Regions from separate parts of the Bos taurus genome. Here region 2 is linked to region 1. The links are chromatin contacts, called in public Hi-C maps. All regions are on one chromosome and are shown on one strand. The core of a region is the stretch at or near the end of the contact, and the rest is flanking DNA. Distances in the headings are between cores, read along the strand shown. Region 1 holds the start of ABCA9 (ATP binding cassette subfamily A member 9). Region 2 overlaps ABCA9 (ATP binding cassette subfamily A member 9).

Region 1 (5,695 bases), core at 1,799-4,298:
TGCAGCTAGGTCAGGAAAGGTGAAGGGCCAGAGCAGGGAAGACTCTGGAAAAGAGCAGCGTCCCCGCCTCTTTCTGTCAGGCTCTGGGCTGCTGCGTGCTCTCTTGGCAGATCAGGTCCTTACACTTTGACCTGGCGCGGTTTTGAGGGCTGCACACAAGTCCCACGGCCCCAGGTACTCTGCACAAATCGCCAGGAGAGTGTCCAGGAGGAGGCGTTAGCTCCATGCAAAAGACAGCATCTGACGTCCAGCCCTGGAGAATACTGCTGCAAAACACAGGAGGCAAAGTCAAGGAGAACCATAAAACGCACGCACCTCCCTGAGACTCGGCGGAGGGAAGAGAGACATACGTTGGGCTCATGACACGGCACTTGTCATCTGAGCTCCCAGGCTGAAGGCGGGGTTTAACCCAGGTTCTGTTGCTCGCCAGCTGTTTGATTTTGTGCAAGTTATTTAAGCTCAGGGACTCACTTTACTCATCTGTGAAATAGGAGTGATTGGACTTTCCAGTGAAGGGGATAAGCTCTGCACAGCCCTGTGCTATAATTAACGGGGCTTCTTTGAAAAATAAGAATGACTTTCTCATCAGCCCCAGGCGAAGGGCTGGGAGCAGTAAAAAGTACGTTGTGGAAAGACATCTTGAAAACAAGATGTTGAAGTACTGATGTGACTGATGGAAAACCATCAGTGACTGTTCCCGTAACCAGAGCCTTGAGAGAGTTGCTGAGAAAGGGCATCACTAGCCAAAAAGCTAAACAGTCCTGAAAGGCCTAAAGGTTTGGCATTGAGGACTGTGCATTGTATGTCTTTATCCCCGATCTGAGATTGTAAAGAACAGATATCTCTAGAGCACGAACAAGGAAGTAGAAGTTAACAATAAAAGACACGTGTGGATCAGGATCTGGGTTTTGCCTTCGAGTGGCATCAGCCCTCCGACCCCCACTGTATTTCTGAGTCTTCTTTTCCTTAATTCTTCTGTGCCACCGCTCTCTCGGGTCGGTTCGTTGTTGGGCTGATCCTGACATCCAGTTGGCTCAGAGGTGAAGAATCTGCCCTCCAGTGCAGGAGACACAGCCCTGGGTTCCATCCCTGGGTCAGGAAGATCCCCTGGAGGAGAGCATGGCAACCACTTCAGTGTTCTTGCCTGGAGAATCCCACGGACAGAGGAGCCTGGTGGGTTACAATCCAAAGCGTCTCAAAAGAGTCAGACACAACTGAGCAGGCACGTGCATGATAATGCCCACCTCGTGAGATTCTTATGTTTATTCAGTGTGGCAATATTTCACTGTGCCTTGCACATAATAAATACCATATGTGATTGCTTCATAAGGACATTACACTACAAAATTAGTGCTATTCCACTTCTGAAATCCCAACAGGACAGTTGTTTTTTAATTGGGAAGCGGAAACCAAAGCTTATTTAGAAGAGTGCAGACATGACTTGACCAAGAAAATGTTGAAAAAGAGGATTAATGAGGGTGTGCTTGCTGTGTTACGACACTATAAAGATTACCACATGGTCAAAGAAGAGGCCAGCGTGTTGAAAGAACCCAGTCCAGAAGCCAACTGGGGTCAGAAGACATAATCTCTCTCCTAGATACAAAGTTCATCTGAAAACAAAATGTCCACATTATATTCTCTGGCAGGTGTTATTAAGTCTGATAATTTTGTATCTTCTGCAGAAGACAGCAGCCGTACAGCAACAATCAGAGCCTGTCTTTGTTTGGCAGTCGTAGGCATTAGTGAGTTCAATCTGCCTCTATTTTGCTAGCCTAGCCATTTCTGGACTCGTACAATTTGCAAGAGAATAAATATGAGAGAATGGGAGGTGAATGAGGAAGATCTCATGTGATTATCACAGCCCGTAGGAAACGGATGAGCCTACTTGGTTTGAGAATTGCCCGCACAGCATATACCCTCACGGGCGTTTTCAGGAAGCAGTTACAGCACAGGGGAACGCAACAGACCCACACAGTGAGCAGAGACACGCTGGCCCCTACTCACCTTTCTTCTCCACGAATTATACTTTCATGAAATTACAATTTCATGTAATTTCATGAGCAACTTTCTCACTTTTTTTTAGAATTGCCTCATCTTTGATTTACCTGAAATGCTCAAAAAAAGATAGAACGGCAGCTCTTACCTGTTAAAAATGTTTCTTCAATAATATGAAAAACAAGATGTCCTAAAAACCACCGGCTGCTTACAGAGAAAGTAAAGCCGCTTTACAGAGAAAGTCTGCCTTCCGGCACTTTTGCAGAAACAAGAAGCTCGTAGCTCTTGGGAGGGCAGGTGCTTTTAGGTGACGTTGCTCTAAGGACTCTCGTATTCCCCACTGCAAGAAAGATGCCGCAGGTAGCTTGCATGCAACACAACTCAGATGAAGATGAAAATTCAGTTCATTTTGTTCCCTTAAAAAAATTACATTCTTCTTCGCCATACTTCTATATCCAGATTTTAAGAACTAAATTTCAGTGGAGACTTTTGAGTTGCTTTCTGGCCCGTTTCTGTATTTGTCTTTTTTTTTTTTTTTTTCGAATGGGTACCTGAGTGCTTCTCACAGGCATCCCCCGGGCTCAGCACAGTGTGTGTGTGTGTGTGTGTGAGCTGCTCAGCCGTGCCCAGCTCTTTGCGACCCCATGGACAGTAGCCTGCCAGGCTTCTCTGGCCATGGGATTCTCCCAAAAATACTGGAGTGGGGTGCCGTTCCCTTCTCCATGTCATTTTTTTTTTTTTTTTTTTCTTTTTTACTTGTCTCTGCTCTGTTCCGAACTGTTTCTTTACTTATGTTTCTTTAAAAGACTGTGTTGGGAGTCAGCTCTCCCATGAGGGCCTTGCGTAGAAAAGCGAATTGGAAAAGACTAGCTTCTCTTTGATTTGATAGTACTGACGCTCGCTGGGTCCAGCCAGCCATCTGCAGCCACGAACTCCCTGCTGAGGAGCTGGCGGGGAGACAAAGAAACAGGAAACTGTAAAGAAGTCGCCACGTGATGTCAGCAGAGTTTTGGCAGTCTGGCTGAATTAAGACCATAGTCCTTTTCAGAAACCGTTCTACACGGAACTATTCACAATAAACATGAAATTAAAAGCGTTGATGTAGTAGTGACCCAAAAGGAATGTGAATTGTTCTCCAGGACCCGCGGAGACCCGTGGATGAACTGTTTCTGGAGTCTTGCTCCAGCTTTCCTGAGAGTAAGTTAACCTCTGAAAATGTGGTTTTGCAAATGAAAATATAACGTGTGACTTCAAACAGGGAATGCCAAACACTTGGATGAAAACTGTGAGATGCAGGATGTTGTTAGCAAGTCATTTTGATTTTTCAAATTATCTGAGTATTTCATATTGTATTGTAAATAACCACTTGGAGAACCAATATTTATTTAAATTTTTACCCTATGACTAAAGCATGTTTGGACAAATAGCATGTTTTGTCTAAGAGACTATTGGATAAGCTGAAAGGAATGAGACTTAATGTTGCCTCTTTACAAGGATGAGCTATATTTCTCAAACTGTAAGAATTACTTATTCTTTTTTGTTCATTTTCAATTTTGCTGCCAGAGGCTTTATATGCATTGGGGGGATACATGATTTTCTGAGTATTAGTTTTTTTTTTAACCAGAGACCTAAGGTTCTGAGTATTTAAATGATTTAAATGGCTTCATCAAGAAACCTGAAGGTTATATTTTCATCGACCTTGTTTATCATTCTAAATTTTTGCGAAATTTGTTGTGTAACATGTTTATTCTCTGAATACTGGGAATTCTGTCTGAATAGGAAATGACTGGCTTTTATAGCCAAGTTATTATTAGATCACACAGGCTCCTACTCAGAGCAATTTAAGCTAAATAGATGTTTTGTGTAACTACAGTGAATAGTATTTTTATTTCTGACCAGGACATGCCGTGGGGAAAAAAAAATCAGCCTTAACAGTTAAAAACGCCAGTCACGACTAGATCATGTTCATCATTCTTTAAAATGTTCTCCAGCACACACATTCATCCACAGCAGGAAAGTAGAGGAGGCCCCAGTGTTAACCCTTCCAGACACCCCAGTCTACGGCACCGCTGGTTTCCTAACCAAGAATGTTTCATATCCGTGTATATTTTTTCCTTTTTGTTTTTCCTGGTGCACCGGGTCCTTATTGCCGTGCAGGCTTCTATCGAGCTGCAGCCAGGGGCTTCTCATCACCCTGCTGTCTGCTGGCGTCTGCTGGCGTCGATCACGGGCTCCAGGGCCCTCGGGCTTCAGTGTTTGCAGCTTGCAGGCTCTAGACACAGGCTCAGACCCACAGGCTCAGTGGCTCTGCACAAGCGGGATCTTCCCAGACCAGGGTGTGAACCAGCGTGCCTTGCATTGCAAAGCAGGTTCGTACGCCCGGGGCACCAGAGAAGCCCTGGAAATATTTCGGTTTGGTTTCAGTCACAGTCTGCTCTGATGCTGACGTTATAATCAGGAACTCATCCACATAGCTTCTAAATCCTTCCTTCCTTCCTGGACAGGTTCTAAACCTGAATCCATGCCCTCTTGTGTTCCCCCAACAAGGTACAGCCCAGACGGAATCCCCAGTCACCTTCTCTGTGTGTCCCGAGGCCCTCGTTCTAGACCGACCGACTTTAGGATCTCTTCCGTCTTACTCCCTGACTCCATGTTCTCAGACTCCTCTTCTGCTCCTGGGGTTAGTTTTTTTATCGCTGCTATAAACAAATGGCCACACACTTAATGGCTTAACACACAGAGAGATGTATCACTGCACAGCTCGGGAGGTAGGAAGTGGGACCTGGGTGTCACTGGACCAAAATCAAGGTGTTGGCAAGGCTGTGTTCCTTTGTGGAGGATGTAGGAGAGAATTCTGTTTTCTTATCTTTCTTGGCTTCTAGACGCATCTGTGTCCCTGGCTCACGCCCTTCTTTCTCCATCTCAGAAGCAAACAACAGACTGAGTCCTTGAAACAGCACTTTAGGGATATCCCAGCTGGCGCAGTGGTAAAGAATCTGCCTGCCAATGCAGGAGATGCAAGAGATGTGTGTTCGATCCCTGGGTGGGGAAGATCCCCTGGAGGAAGAAATGGCAATCCACTGCAGTATTCTAGCCTGGAAAATTCCATTGACAGAGGAGCCTGGTGGGCTACAGTCTATGGGTTTGCAAAGAGTCGGACACGACAGAGTGACTGAGGACACTCACCGCATCGCTTCACTCTGACCTCCTCTTCTGCCTCCCTTTTGCACGTCTAAGGACCCTTGTGGTGACGCTGGGTGTGCCCTGATGACCCAAGCTTATCTCCCTGATTTGAAGTCAGTTGGCTGCCAACCTTACGACAGGCTGCTGCCTTTACCCTCCAGTGCCCCAGGCGCATTGCTTCGTAGCGAGGTCTCCAGAACTTGGCAACCTGGGGTAAATCCCTGGCCTGTGGACCTGTGTTTGTGCCTCAGTTTCCTCATCTGTGGAATGGGGAGAATAATATCCCAAAGATTTATTGGAAGGGTTGAACTAATTTTAATAAAACACTTGGCGCTACCTGGAACATAAAAATAACATCATTAAATGTAGTTAGTATTATTTCCTTCCCAATCTCTTATATTCAAACTACTTCCACTCGCTCATTGTTTCAGCTGAATGATTGAATGATTGTTTCAAACAAAGCTCCTGGCTGTTTTGATCATTTATTTTCCTGAGTTTAAAACTCCTGTTTCATGTG
Region 2 (5,695 bases), core at 1,275-3,774, 58 kb after region 1:
CCCTTTCCTGTCACTTCTCAGATTTCAGATTGTACAGTCATGTTTTATCTGTTGTGATGATACAGGAAATGTGAAACCTGTTAAAATGGTCGTACTGAGAATTTGAATGATCAAGTCGAGGAAAGTTTTAAAAAAACACATCTTGCAATTTTGAATCACAACAAACTGTGGAAAATTCTGAAAGAGATGAGAATACCAGACCACCTGACCTGCCTCTTGAGAAATCTGTATGCAGGTCAGGAAGCAACAGTTAGAACTGGACATGGAACAACAGACTGGTTCCAAATAGGAAAAGGGATACGTCAAGGCTGTATATTGTCACCCTGCTTATTTAACTTATATACAGAGTACATCATGAGAAACGCTGGGCTGGAAGAAGCGCAAGCTGGAATCAAGATTGCCGGGAGAAATATCAATAACCTCAGATATGCAGATGACACCACCCTTATGGCATAAAGCAATATTATTTTGGGGGCTCCAAAATCACTGCAGATGGTGACTGCAGCCATGAAATTAAAAAGACACTTACTTGTTGGGAGAAAAGTTAGGACCAGCCTAGACCCCATATTAAAAAGCAGAGACATTACTTTGTCAACAAAGGTCAGTCTAGTCAAGGCTATGGTTTTTCCAGTGGTCATGTATGGATGTGAGAGTTTGACTATAAAGAAAGCTGAGCACTGAAGAATTGATGCTTTTGAACTGTGGTGTTGGAGAAGACTCTTGAGAGTTACTTGGACAGCAAGGAGATCCAACCAGTCCATCCTAAAGGAAATCAGTCCTGAATGTTCATTGGAAGGACTGATGCTGAAGCTGAAACTCCAATATTTTGGCCACTTGATGTGAAGAACTGACTCATTTAAAAAGACCCTGATGTGGGAAAAATTCAAGGTGGAAGGAGAAGGGGACGACAGAGGATGAGATGGCTGGATAGCATCACCAACTCGATGGACGAGAGTCTGAGCAAACTCTGGGAGTTGGTGATGGACGGGGAGGCCTGGCATGCTTTAGGCTATTGGGTTGCAAAGAGCCAGCCACGACTGAGCGACTGAACTGAACTGATAATTTTGAAGCATGTTTTTGTTTTCTGTTTCTTATGATGTGAGGGTCTACTGAACAGTGCTAGAACTTTATAGGTACCACTTTCTTCTGTCTGCATATGCTGTGACCTATCCAAGTGACCATCCTATAAACACTTTGAAATCGATGCAGTTTTCTGGTACATTCTTACTCAGCTGAGTCGTTGTTGCTGCTCTCCTTGCTGCTTCTGGTCGTGTTCTGAACCGTGTTCCCCACAAACTCATAGATCCATTCTCCAGGGTGGCTGTGTTTGGAGGTGGGGCCTGTAAAGAGCTAATTCAAGTTAAGCGAGGTTGTCAGGTGGGGCCCTAATCTGAGGACACTTGTGTTTCTCTAAGAGGGACAACAAAGGTCCTTTATCAACAAAGCTCCATCTCGTCAAGGCTATGGTTTTTCCTGTGGTCATGTATGGATGTGAGAGTTGGACTGTGAAGAAGGCTGAGTGCCAAAGAATTGATGCTTTTGAACTGTGGTGTTGGAGAAGACTCTTGAGAGTCCTTTGGACTGAAAGGAGATCCAACCAGTCCATCCTAAAGCAGATCAGTCCTGGGTGTTCATTGATAGGACTGATATTGAAGCTGAAACTACAATACTTTGGCCACCTGATGCGAAGAGCTCATTTGAAAAGACCCTGATGCTGGGAAAGATTGAGGGCAGGAGGAGAAGGGGACGACAGAGGATGAGATGGTTGGATGGCATCACCAACTCAATGGACATGGGTTTGGGTGAACTCCAGTCCGCTTCTGTCTAGACTGCCGCTCAGCTCATCCAGCCGCCGCAGGCAGATTCTCCTCCCAGTGAGGCACTGGCCAACTTGCCTCCTGTCAGCACCGCTCTGCACCTCTCCTCTGAGCTTTGCCTCCAGGAAACGGCACCGACCGGAGCATCGTTCTGCTCATAACCAACGGGACGAGAGCTCTGGGCGGCAGCCAGCCCGCTCCAGGCCGAAGGACAAGGTTGTGGCAGCCACGTGGTTTCTCTTCATGGCCAACGTGACCCACGCAGGAAATGGACCGGTCACTCCAGGTTCGGGACTTCAGGGTCACGTCCGGGGCAGGCTGCTGGCTCTCTGCTCCGAAGCCTTGACTCATGTTTTCAAGTTCCATCCTTGGCATGTTTCCCAGAACACTGAGGCCTGTTCCAGATTCTCTTTACTTGGTAAAATTCTGCTGAGACACACTCTGTCTTCCTGTAGTGAAGAACCTTCGGGAGCAGTCAAGTCCTGCCGATTTCAGGATAGGCTCAACAATATATAATTGTGTGGCATTGGTTGATCAGCTATGCAAAGGTGCAATATTATTATTACACATGAAGCATCAGGGGACTGCTGCAATGAAATGAAGGAACAAATCTACCTAATCACCAAACTGCCCAGACATATTCTCTGTCTCTCTGCCTCTCTGCTCAAGGTTGAATGCGCTAGAGCTGTGACCTGTGGCTTATCCTCCTGCCCTGTGAATGCCGGTACAGACCTCTGGAAGAACAATGCTGCCCTTTGCAGGCAATTTTAGGTAGAGTCCTTGGAATATTTTCACAGTGAATTCACCTATACACAAGTCCAAGGGTGCTGGTTTTTCAACCTGCTGCTGCTGCTAAGTCGCTTCAGTCGTGTCCGACTCTGTGCGACCCCATAGACGGCAGCCCACCAGGCTCCCCCGTCCCTGGGATTCTCCAGGCAAGAACACTGGAGTGGGTTGCCATTTCCTTCTCCAATGCATGAACGTGAAAAGTGAAAGTGAAGTCGCTCAGTCGTGTCCAACTGATAGCAATCCCATGGACTGCAGCCCACCAGGCTCCTCTGTCCATGGGATTTTCCAGGCAAGAGTACTGGAGTGGGGTGCCATTGCCTTCTCCTTTTAACCTGCTAAAGCCTCTCAAAGCCCAGTCCAGGTGGAGTTCCTGCCCTCCATCTCAAGCACAAGCTCAAGTGTATTACAGCCTCACCATAATATCCTGCACTCACCTAGAGCCAGACATCCTGGAATGTGAAGTCAAGTGGGCCTTAGAAAGCATCACTACGAACAAAGCTAGTGCAGGTGATGGAATTCCAGTTCAGCTATTTCAAATCCTGAAAGATGATGCTGTGAAAATGCTGCACTCAATATGCCAGCAAATTTGGAAAACTCAGCAGTGGCCACAGGACTGGAAAAGGTCAGTTTTCATTCTAATCCCAAAGAAAGGCAATGCCAAAGAATGCTCAAACTACCACACAATTGCACTCATCTCACACACTAGTAAAGTAATGCTCAAAATTCTCCAAGCCAGGCTTCAGCAGTATGTGAACTGTGAACTTCCAGATGTTCAAGCTGGTTTTAGAAAAGGCAGAGGAACCAGAGATCAAATTGCCAACATCAGCTGGATCATGGAAAAAACAAGAGAGTTCCAGAAAAACATCTATTTCTGCTTTATTGACTATGCCAAAGCCTTTGACTGTGTGGATAACAATCAACTGTGGAAAATTCTGAAAGAAATGGGAATACCAGACCACCTGACCTGCCTCTTGAGAAACCTATATGCAGGTCAGGAAGCAACGTTAGAACTGGACATGGAACAACAGACTGGTTCCAAATAGGAAAAGGGATACGTCAAGGCTGTATATTGTCACCCTGCTTATTTAACTTATACGCAGAGTACATCATGAGAAACGCTGGCCTGGAAGAAGCACAAGCTGGAATCAAGATTACTAGGAGAAATATCAATACCCTCAGATATGCAGATGACACCACCCTTATGGCAGAAAGTGAAGAGGAACTAAAAAGCCTCTTGATGACAGTGAAAGAGAAGAGTGAAAAGTTGGCTTAAAGCTCAACATTCAGAAAACAAAGATCATGGCATCTGGTCCCATCACTTCATGGGAAATGGATGGGGAAACAGTGGAAACAGTGGCTGACTTTGTTTTCTGGGCTCCAAAATCACTGCAGATGGTGACTGCAGCCATGAAATTAAAAGACGCTTGCTCCTTGGAAGGAAAGTTATGACCAACCTAGATAGCATATTGAAAAAGTAGAGACATTACTTTGCCAACAAAGGTCCGTCTAGTCAAGGCTATGGTTTTTCCAGTGGTTATGTATGGGTGTGAGAGTTGGACTGTGAAGAAAGCTGAGTGCTGAAGAATTGATGCTTTTGAACTGTGGTGTTGGAGAAGACTCTTGAGAGTCCCTTGGACTGCAAGGAGATCCAACCAGTCCATTCTGAAGGAGATCAGCCCTGGGATTTCTTTGGAAGGAATGATGCTAAAGCTGAAACTCCAGTACTTTGGCCACCTCATGCGAAGAGTTGACTCATTGGAAAAGACTCTGATGCTGCGAGGGATTGGAGACAGGAGGAGAAGGAGACGCCAGAGGATGAGATGGCTGGATGGCATCACTGACTCAATGGACATGAGTTTGAGTGAACTGCGGGAGTTGGTGATGACAGGGAGGCCTGGCGTGCTGCGATTCATGGGGTCGCAAAGAGTCAGACACGACTGACCGACTGAACTGAACTGAACTGATAGTATCCTGCATAAACCACTGAACTGTTGTTGCTCATTCTCTAAGTCTCATCTGACTCTTTTGTGATCTCATGGTCTGTGGCCCACCAGGCCCCTCTCTCCGTGGGATTGTCCAGGCAAGAACACTGGAGTCGGTTGCCACTTCCTCCTCCAGAGGATCTTCCTGGCCCAGAGATCAAACCCACATCTCCTGCATTGGCAGGCAGATGCTTCACCTCTGAGTCACCAGGGAAGTCCAAAATCAACTATACTCCAATTAAAAAAAAATTAAAAAGAAAGAAAAGTAGGTGGAAAGTGAATTTGGCAAATCTGTACCAGGACCGGCTCATCTCCATCTCAGGCTGCTCTCCTTCCCCCGTTCTCCTTGTGCTCAGCCTCTTGTTGCTGCTGTGGATCCCCCCTCATTCATTCGCTCATTCATTCCCTCAGCCCACCCGCCCGGAGCGATGGCTCAGCCGGCTTCCACCAGCCACAGACGCACCAGCCTGCCTCTCCTCTCCTCTGGTCCCAGGTTCTTGTCTCTGATGGTCTAGGAGCTACCAGTGGAAGATGTTCCACTTTTAGCCCAAGCTTCCTTCAAATGAGAGAAGAGTAAGAGCTATAAGCTTTGAAATAAGGTCCTGGAGAGCGGGTTGTTCCAAATCATAAGTTAATCGATCAGCATGGCAAAAAATGGGACGTGATGGACTGTGTTCAATTTAAAAGTTAAGCTCTCAGACTGAATTGTAGGATCAGAAAACCAAGGGGGTGGAGAATCCTGTGTGCATGTTTGGGGGCCAGTGGGAGTGAGTTTTGCTTTGAGGGGTGTTTCTATGTATTTGTCTGTGTGTGTGTTAATAAAACGATCCTAGTCAAACTCAGTAATATCTGCATTTAAGGAGAATATTAGTATTTCTTTTTGGAACGCAGATGCACATGTACTTTAGAATTCAGTTTTATCTGGATGTGTGTTATCTTGCTGCCTTAGAAGCTGACCTGCTGCCTGGTCCCTAAGACAGGCTTCCTGTGTCCGTTACACCATAAAACCGACCACACGGCCCCACCACCACCAGGTTTGGGACACCTTCTCTATCCAAGCCCATTTACTCGGCTTCTCTGAAGTATCCAGGATCCATCGGTATTCTC

The links. Hi-C and Micro-C count contacts between places; a contact is called where the count stands out from the background.
Region 2: a contact with region 1 is called in a Hi-C map of liver, with 2.0 times the contacts expected there. The contact joins the enhancer-like site here to the promoter of ABCA9 in region 1. A contact is called at or near these places in 2 of 11 Hi-C or Micro-C datasets (liver and skeletal muscle).

What each region holds. Positions count from the first base shown.
Region 1 is chr19:61,485,147-61,490,841 of ARS-UCD2.0, forward strand. ABCA9 (ATP binding cassette subfamily A member 9) reads left to right here and starts at 3,049. Exons shown (of 40, transcript NM_001434972.1): 1 at 3,049-3,192. The coding sequence starts at 3,154.
Region 2 is chr19:61,543,372-61,549,066 of ARS-UCD2.0, forward strand. It overlaps ABCA9 (ATP binding cassette subfamily A member 9), which reads left to right. Exons shown (of 40, transcript NM_001434972.1): 40 at 1-1,204. Among named protein-coding and RNA genes, the nearest start is that of MGC134105, 49 kb to the right of the region's middle. Within about 2 kb of position 2,525, at least 25 of the 102 cell types and tissues checked have an H3K27ac peak or open chromatin away from gene starts, as enhancers often do. A contact at or near this core is called in liver and skeletal muscle, where this site is marked.